Regions from separate parts of the Sus scrofa genome. Here region 2 is linked to region 1. Evidence: chromatin contacts called from public HiChIP or PLAC-seq data. All regions are on one chromosome and are shown on one strand. The core of a region is the stretch at or near the end of the contact, and the rest is flanking DNA. Distances in the headings are between cores, read along the strand shown. Region 1 overlaps GLIS3 (zinc finger protein GLIS3). Region 2 has its middle 150 kb from the start of RFX3.

Region 1 (4,231 bases), core at 617-3,116:
ATTACCTATAAGTATTCATCGAGTTGGCTTCAGTCATTAACTAATCAATGAGTACAGAAAATTCTAGAAAAATATGGCCTACCAAAAATGGCAACAGAGAGAGGGATAGTTAGGGATTCCCTTGGTCAGCTGCAAGAAATCCCACAAAATGAGCACAAACTTGAAACCACAGATTTTTAAGACAAACATCAATAAGTTCAGAAAAAGGTAACCATGCCTTGACCCATTTTGAATATGGGCCATAATTTTCTAGATCTACGTCTAACAAATTAGTTTTTCTAAAGCAGCATTTTTCAAATTGGCCACAATCTTATTGGTGAGCCTTGAAATCAATTATTCAATGGCAAAAACTTTTTTTTTTTTTTTTTGTCTTTTTGCTATTTCTTGGGCCTCTCCCACGGCATATGGAGATTCCCAGGCTAGGGGTCCAATCGGAGCTGTAGCCACTGGCCTACACCAGAGCACACGGGGGATCCGAGCAGCGTCTGCAACCTACACCACAGCTCACGGCAATGCCGGATCCTTTAACCCACTGAGCAAGGGCAGGGACTGAACCCGCAACCTCATGGTTCCTAGTCGGATTCGTTAACCACTGCGCCACGACAGGAACTCCGCAAAAACATTTTTTAATGAATTATAACCAAGTGAAATAAAACAGAAGGAAGCTATCAATGTGCATCAAATACATTAATGGTTAAGAACTGTTCTATTTCAGTGATTTATTGGTATACATGTCTACATAGCTATATGCATATAGTGTGTTCTGAGTAAGATAAAAATGTATTTTCTGGTGGATTACAGTAAAAAACATACAAGAACTATAGCTATAAAAGCATTTGAACTATCTGCCTATCCAGGTACCTACCAAGAACAGCTATAGATACAAAGAGAATTGAACAGCTAAAGTAAAATAAATTACAAAATATAGCTGTAATGAAAGGAAGATCTAAATGTATGACATTTTTAGCTTTATGAAAAATAAGGATTAAATAACACAAAGCTACACTCTTATCACTGTTATCTTTCACTTTGTCTTTTATTTAGTATCGATTAATCAGTTGTGCTGTGTAGATATTAACCAACTAACTAATAAAATCAAGATCAAAATGACTGACCATTTTAGATCTTCCTTGTTGCAGAGGGTAGATGATCCTCCTTGGAATAAAACTTCATTCATAAAATGCTAAAGGAGGGAAAATTTAAATTAACACATAATTGCCTTTGAGAACTGAGTTTTTTAAAATATGTTCATAATGTGAGTTAACCATCAGATCCTATGAAGAGGAATTTGAAATGGAAAAATGAACGCATTCACTATGATGTCACCACTGAATTAATTACCTGAACTGTGAAGAGTGAATACCACATGGCCATGATTTGAGACACAAAGGCTTCTTCAGAGTATAAAAGTAACTGGCTGGAGATATTTTTCTTAAAAAAAAAAATCTCACACAAGGAGATACATATGCTATAAAATACAGCAAATGAAAGTCCATTCTCTGTTATCTAGTGTGTATAAATAACTTCTCAGTCCATGTGCACAGCTATTTGTAAAGCTAAAAATCATAATCCTTTTAAAGAGTAATAAACACCTACCTATGGAAGATTCTAGAAATAAACTTAATTTAGTACTCATTAAACCAAATATTCAAGTACATTAAATTGTCCCTATCACATGTGTAACTGATTTCTTTCCTTCTGTATAGTCAGTTATTGCTTAAAAGTGACCAATGTAACTATTTTTAGCTGCTGGTAGACAGAAGTTTTATACAAGTTAATTTATATTCACTGACATCACTGCAGAAGTATGAACGTCCACAACAATGACTAGGCCCTTAACCAACATGACAACATATTTATTTAAAAAAAAAAAACCTACATGAATGACTCAGTCAAGTTACAGACAGAAGTGGAATCTATTGGTCATGCTGCAAAGGTTGGGAAAACATTAATCCACTTCTTCACACACAGGAATAACAAGAATTCATACATTGCTCTGGGATCTGGTTAGTTTTCTGTGTACAGTATTTAGCAGGTCTAGAAATGAAACTTCATAGATATGGCTCAGAACTCCAGAAATAACTGACAGTGAGAAAATCTGATCTCTTATCAAGAAGCCTGGAACAGGTTCTGATCTTGCACTGCAGTCTGTCTTCCCATCTGCAGTTCATCAAGGCTTGCTGCACCAGAAGGAATGTGCAGTTGTTCCCATTTTTGGTCTTGAAGAGTTCATGTCAGACAAGAATGGCCTTACCAGTTTTCATTACTTAAACACTGCTGGCAAATACTTAGAGCTTTCATGATTCAATTTCTACAGACAAATCTCCTAATTTTGTTCCCAAAGTAGAACATGATTGGATCTTCCTTTCTGTTCATCCTAGATACTCCCTTAGAGTCAAATTAAGTGGTCTTTCCACACCTCCCTCCTTTTGCCTTCTTTTTCACCAAATCCAGATCCTATTCATCCTCCAGGTCCAGCCCACCTTAGGCCTTCCCTGATCCTCTCTTAATCTGTTTCTGATCTGTAAAATGATGAGAATTACACAATTATACCTATTTCATAACATTACAGAATATTAAATGACATAATGCATGTTACTAGTTTAGCACAGTGCCTGATACATAGAAGGATGTACACTCCTTACTTTCTACATTGCCTTACTGTTATCTGCCTGTTTCACTTTCTATCTAAATTTTAATTTCATTAAATTTGGGAATATGTCTAATTTATCTTTGAACTCTCCCCAGCCCTTGTAGATACACAGAATATTTTATATTACACCTGTACTTTTAGATTTTTCACACTGTATGTGTCTTACATATTGATTTTTCATATACATACATATATATTTATTATATTTATACTTATCAAACTGCACTGCTCATTTACACTTAGAAATATAGTATAAATGAAATATATAATTATATATTTATATATCATATCCTATGTTTGTCATTTATTGCTGAATAAATATAGACTAAGAAAGGTGTGATCATAAAGTCATGAACCCTAAGCTTTGTGTCTTGTGGAACCAGTTTAATTACAGTTGTGTGCTTCCTGGTCTTTTCCTCCTAATCTACTCCTTTATTAGAACATAGAGAACATAAAGTAGCATAAAAACTCTATTCCACTCTTCTGAGCAGGCATATTATTCTTGCCTTTATCTTGCCATATTCATGAACAATAACAAATCCTACCTAAAAGCCACAAAACAAATACATTATTTCAGGACTGATACCAGGCACTTCTTTAGTTGTAGGGGTTGTTGGTCCTAACTGAGATAGTGCCAAATGTATTTTGAGTTGTCATGGTGGAAGTTGCTCCTCAGCATTCTCCTTGCTCACCCTAAGCAGGTTTCACTCTATAGTTTCACTCAAGTCTGTTCAGTTTCCCTAATCGGTCATTAGGATAGAGAATAGAGCTTCTGTTCTAATTAGTGTCTTTTCCCCTAATTCTATCATATTAAGTAGTGCCTAACCAACTAACTTCTGTAAGCCAAACTGTTCTCATAAACTTTAAAGGGGAGTCCAAATTATTTGACCTATTAAAAAGTTGTTCTATCAGCAAAAGAAGCTAGACCCAAGAGTGCAGAGTGAATTATCCCATTTACATCAAGTATAAAAAAAATAGGCAAAATTATTACATCTGTTAGAAGTTAAGGCAGTCATTACTCATAAGGAGAACACAGTGACTGGAAGGGTTGGGGGAACATAGTAGAAGGAGGGAGTAAGAGTGATGTTTCTGGAGCATTGATAATGTTTCATTTCTTAATCCAGATGCTGGTTATTCAGTTGTGTTCAGCTTGTGAAAACTCATCAAGCTTAAGATACGTGTACTTCTCTGTATCAGCATTTCATTTTATCTCAGTAAAAAATTTGATTTTTGTGTCAACTCTGTCTAAAGTAAGTGGAAAACTAGGAAAACTTGAAATTTGAGCACCTTTTTATCAAACTGCATGTTAATATCATTTGAAACACTTTTTTAAGTTTCATCCTCCTGGAATGAGTAAGGCAGCATGGTTTTATTATACATTTCTTATGTGCTACTTATTTATTTTTTTAATTTTATTTTCAGTCCTGATTGTATCGATGAGCCAACCAAACTTTGTGAAAAGTTAAAGTCCTGTATTTAAAACTTCTTTATAATCTTCTATAGAAAATAATTCTGGAAATACTGAAAATTGACTTCTCCAAAGTTGAGAATATGCACAGGATGCCACTTTCTGAATGA
Region 2 (4,231 bases), core at 563-3,062, 550 kb before region 1:
AAGGGGACAGACCCCCATGTTAAAATATGTAGCATTGGAAATATCACCCAATTCTAAGTTTCAGTTTGCTCATTTGGAAATGGAGCAGGCAGTGGAGAAACTGAGTTAGATAAAGTCTAAGATTCTTTCCATCTTTGAAATTTTAGATGTATGACAAATCGATTAAATTCTCAGAATGCCACCCTCCTCATGCAGCAGGTGAGGGCTACCTCGTATGCTGTGCCGAAGATCCCATATTTTTCTTATGTGATTGTGCACGTTTGCATGAGCCCCTGTAATCCCAGGGAGCAAACTGAGATGGCCACCCTAAAGCTGAAGCAAACTTCTGGAATCTATCATGTTTCTCATCAAACAATTTTTAATTTAGTGATTTTTTTTTTATGTAAAGGCATAATTCTTAGTTTTGTGGTGGTTATAAAAGGGAAGGAGAGGTGTTCCTGTTGTGGCCTGGGGGAAACGAATCTGACTAGGAACCATGAGGTTGCGGGTTTGATCCCTGGCCTCGCTCAGTGGGTTAAGGTTCTGGAGTTGCTGTGAGCTGTGGTGTAGGTCGCAGGTGTGGCTTGGATCTGGTGTTGCTATGGCTGTGTCACAGGAGGGTGGAAACAACTCTGATTCGACCTCTAGCCTGGGAACATCCATATGCCATGGGTGTGGCCCTAAAAAGACAAAAGACAAAAAATAAAATAAAATAAAATAAAAGGGAAGGAGAGACACAATAAATTTAACAATTCAACACCCATTGTACATCAGTCTTAGATATGTAAAAAATATCTCCACCCAAAGGTTATGATACACAAATGACTGAAAGAAAAAAAAAAAAAAGAGGAATTGTTGTTCAGCAGTAAGGAGCCCAACTAATATCCATGAGATCATGGGTCCAATCCCTGGCCTTACTCAGTGGGTTAAGGATCCGGTGTTGCGTGAACTGTGGTGTAGGTCACAGATGAGGCTCAAAGCCTGCATTGTGTTGCTGTGGCTGTGGCGTAGACCTGCGGCTAGTGGTTGGATTCGACCCCTTTCTTATGCTGTGGGTGTGGTCCTAAAAAGGCAAAAAAAAAAAAAAAAAAAAAAAAAAAAGGACTAACAGGCTAACTGGTATTAACACTATAAACTGTATTATTCGACCCTGTGATAACTCTACCAGATGACTGCAAACAGGCACTTGGCATTAAAACTGTTATAATTGGATGCCTGGGTACACACCCCAAATGCCTACACCCCATCCCCCTCAGCTTTTACAGTAACAAGTTTCTATCCTCTCCTGCAAGCTGACAAAACAAAGCCTTCCTTCTGGCTCACATGTACCACACGCTGGTCACATACAGCTGTTAAGGAAAATGCAGACTTTTGTTGCATAGAAAAGCACTTTAGCTGCTACTCAGGGTTTCTAGACAAGTTATCACCTCTCAACACTGATTTTCATTTTGGGTTACGTCAGGTTTATTTGTCCTTCATAACTCTTCCATAAAACAATACTGATGAATATATACCTAATCTGAGAGGAAGTTATAGACCTTGTTTCGGGAATTCCTTAATTCCTAAATAATGCTGCTTGTGTTTAACAGGATCACAGAAGAGATATAAAGAAGCAACTGCACACACATTTCTTAATCCACCAACAGAGATGACCCAAATCAGGTTTGCTTAGAGGGATCTGCATGCCTTGAGTCTGTAATGTACGTCTGTGATGCGAAGGAAACAGGGGAAAAAGCCCTTTGCCTTACTTGAGAGAGAGGAGCAATCCAGGGGGTGTGTGCATGGGAAGGCTGCAGCTCTAGCTGCATTTCAATGCAGTGCTTAGTTTATTCACCAGGGGTCATCAAAGGTCTGGATTTTCTTTGTCTACTTGTTGACTCATATGTACACTGTACACTCAGAAACCACTGAATTCTTTAGTCTTGTGCATCAGGAAGTGGGGTAGGCTGTTCCTTCTCCCCACCATGCCAGGCCCACCCCCACTACTTAGCTTCTAACTATTACTCTTTAGAGACCTCCATCAACACACTGCAGCAAGAAAGTCAGTTAGATGCATGATGAAAATGCCTTTTCTAAATTAAAACAATCTAGTAGAAAGGAGAAAGAGGAATCATGATATCTAATTAACTTTTTTGCTTTAATAACCTTTGCTTCCATTTTCCAAGTTGGAAAATGGAAGGTTTAGCACACTACTCTCTTCTGGGTCCATGAACTGAATCGCACGCTTGGAAAGCAAGTGGGTCATGACTCCCTTTTGTCAGATTTGACGCAGTAGCTGGATTCCTGGAGGGCCAGAGCAGATCAACAGAAGGACAAGTTAACATTTTTCCATGAGACTTGTTCAGCCCCATTGCACAAGGAAATAATGAAAGTTTTCAATGGCGATTTGGCCCTGGCATGAAGGACATGGATTCCACAGGTATTGGTGGGTATTTGTCACAATTTTCCTGTGACATCCTTCAATGTCTTTAGCATGAAGCCTTGGAGCCAAACTGATTCTTTCTTACCTGTATTCTCTGAATAAACCAAATTGCAACTTTTGAGAGCTCAGCAGTGAGCCACCCTTGAGCCACAATGAGGAGTAGTTTCAGCTTGCAGAATTCTTTCTGGGGCAGCACTGCTCCAATTTAAAAATTGGCTTGGTATACCCTTCCTCCTTCCCCCAAACAGGCAGAAAAACCACCTTGGTATTCACGGTATCTGATCCATATGCATTTTATGCTCTATTTTAAAATGGAAAAGTCACCTGGTGGTAGATGTAAGAGCTGGCTATGATCTCAAAATCCAATTCAATCCTCTCTTCTCATGGTTTTGCAAACAGAGCCTCAGAGAAGCTAAGTACAGCTTCAAGTCATTTGGTGACAAAAGTGGGCCTATTCACTTTATCCTACTCACTCTTTCTAAATAAAATGTGGGAAAGGCTTACAATACAAAAGATGTAATACTTCTGAAAAAGGCAGTGAATACCATGGAAAGGAAGAGGGGGTCAATTCTGGCAGATGGCATAGTTGATAAATATAGCTCTGAGCACCTGGGCCACAAGGTAGCACACAGGGCTCCCAACTCCAAGAGTGCTGGTCATCTTTGGGGAGTTCAGTGACCAAACCAAAAAACTAGGGACCACAGGTGTCAACAGAAGATGGTTTGCCAAGGTTTGTTATTAAGAGAGACTGTGAGAGTTGATACAAGATGGGGAAACCTGTTTAGGTACAGCCCACTGAGAACCCAGAAGCCTTTGGAAATCACCACTCCACACAAGTCTGGAACAAACATTTCTGCAAAAATGTACAAGAGCGCAGTGCTTGGCTTTTAAGTTATAAATCACTACTTATGACCTATTAACCTCGACAGAACAAGGATTTGTGATCATCAAAAAAGTAGTTGCAGGGGGAGGGGAAGGGGAGAGGGGGGAGGGAAGAGCCCAGGGCAAGATCAGTTGCTTTTAATTTTCTTTTCACACAAATTCTTAAAAGATGAGCTAGAAAATCCTTAAGAAGCAAGACTTGTCCGCCAGCCCCATGCTGTTTTATGTGAAATCATATAACCCAACATCAACTCCTGCAAAAGTACTACTTTTTCAAACATCCTCAAACCAAATAGCAGGGATAGTTATTTCAAAGTGACATTTATACTGTCAATGGGGAATGAATGGCTAAAGGGTAAGATAGTGATCAAGAGAAGATTTAATCCCAGGACCAAGAGGAGATACCTGTGAAAAAGATAAGAGAGGCTGGAACTACCCATGGCTGCTTATTTTTAGACAACTGGGAAATACTGCAAGTTGCAAAGGTGTGTGTGTGTGTGCGTGCGTGTGTTTTATCAGGAGAACAAGAAACTACCAGCTTGGTTCAATATTTCTTATTTGTTTCTCCATTATTTCCTCTGATGATGGTTGCTTTTCTTATCCTCAGATACATCAATTTTTCTTCCATTCTCCCCACACCCAGTAAATTATCATAGAGTCAGTATTTTATTGAATCCAACAGGTTACCAGTGCTATGGGGAATGTGATCTTCAAAAACAACAACAACAAAAAAAAAATCCTCACATGTCATTTCAGTTTGGATGATTTAAACACTCTGGAATACATTTCAAAAGTCTGCCCTCTTTTAACTACCCAAGTTATTGTTTATTTTCTTGTTTGTTTTTGTTTGGGGGGCTGTTTCCATGCCTCCTATTTGAAAGAGATTAAATGCTTTTAAAGGGCTTTAAAGAAAGATGCAGCAAACGGGTTAGCTCCTGTTTTGTGAAG

The links. HiChIP or PLAC-seq counts read pairs in DNA pulled down with a chosen protein or histone mark.
Region 2: a contact with region 1 is called in an H3K27ac HiChIP or PLAC-seq map of alveolar macrophages. The contact joins two enhancer-like sites. A contact is called at or near these places in 3 of 47 Hi-C or Micro-C datasets (embryonic fibroblasts, fibroblasts and liver) and 1 of 2 datasets of contacts at active chromatin or transcription factors (alveolar macrophages).

What each region holds. Positions count from the first base shown.
Region 1 is chr1:217,633,181-217,637,411 of Sscrofa11.1, reverse strand. The region is part of intron 1 of GLIS3 (zinc finger protein GLIS3); the gene reads right to left. Among named protein-coding and RNA genes, the nearest start is that of GLIS3, 63 kb to the right of the region's middle. Within about 2 kb of position 1,866, at least 7 of the 83 cell types and tissues checked have an H3K27ac peak or open chromatin away from gene starts, as enhancers often do. A contact at or near this core is called in alveolar macrophages, where this site is marked.
Region 2 is chr1:218,186,427-218,190,657 of Sscrofa11.1, reverse strand. No RefSeq gene overlaps it. Among named protein-coding and RNA genes, the nearest start is that of RFX3, 150 kb to the left of the region's middle. Within about 2 kb of position 1,812, at least 6 of the 83 cell types and tissues checked have an H3K27ac peak or open chromatin away from gene starts, as enhancers often do. A contact at or near this core is called in alveolar macrophages, where this site is marked.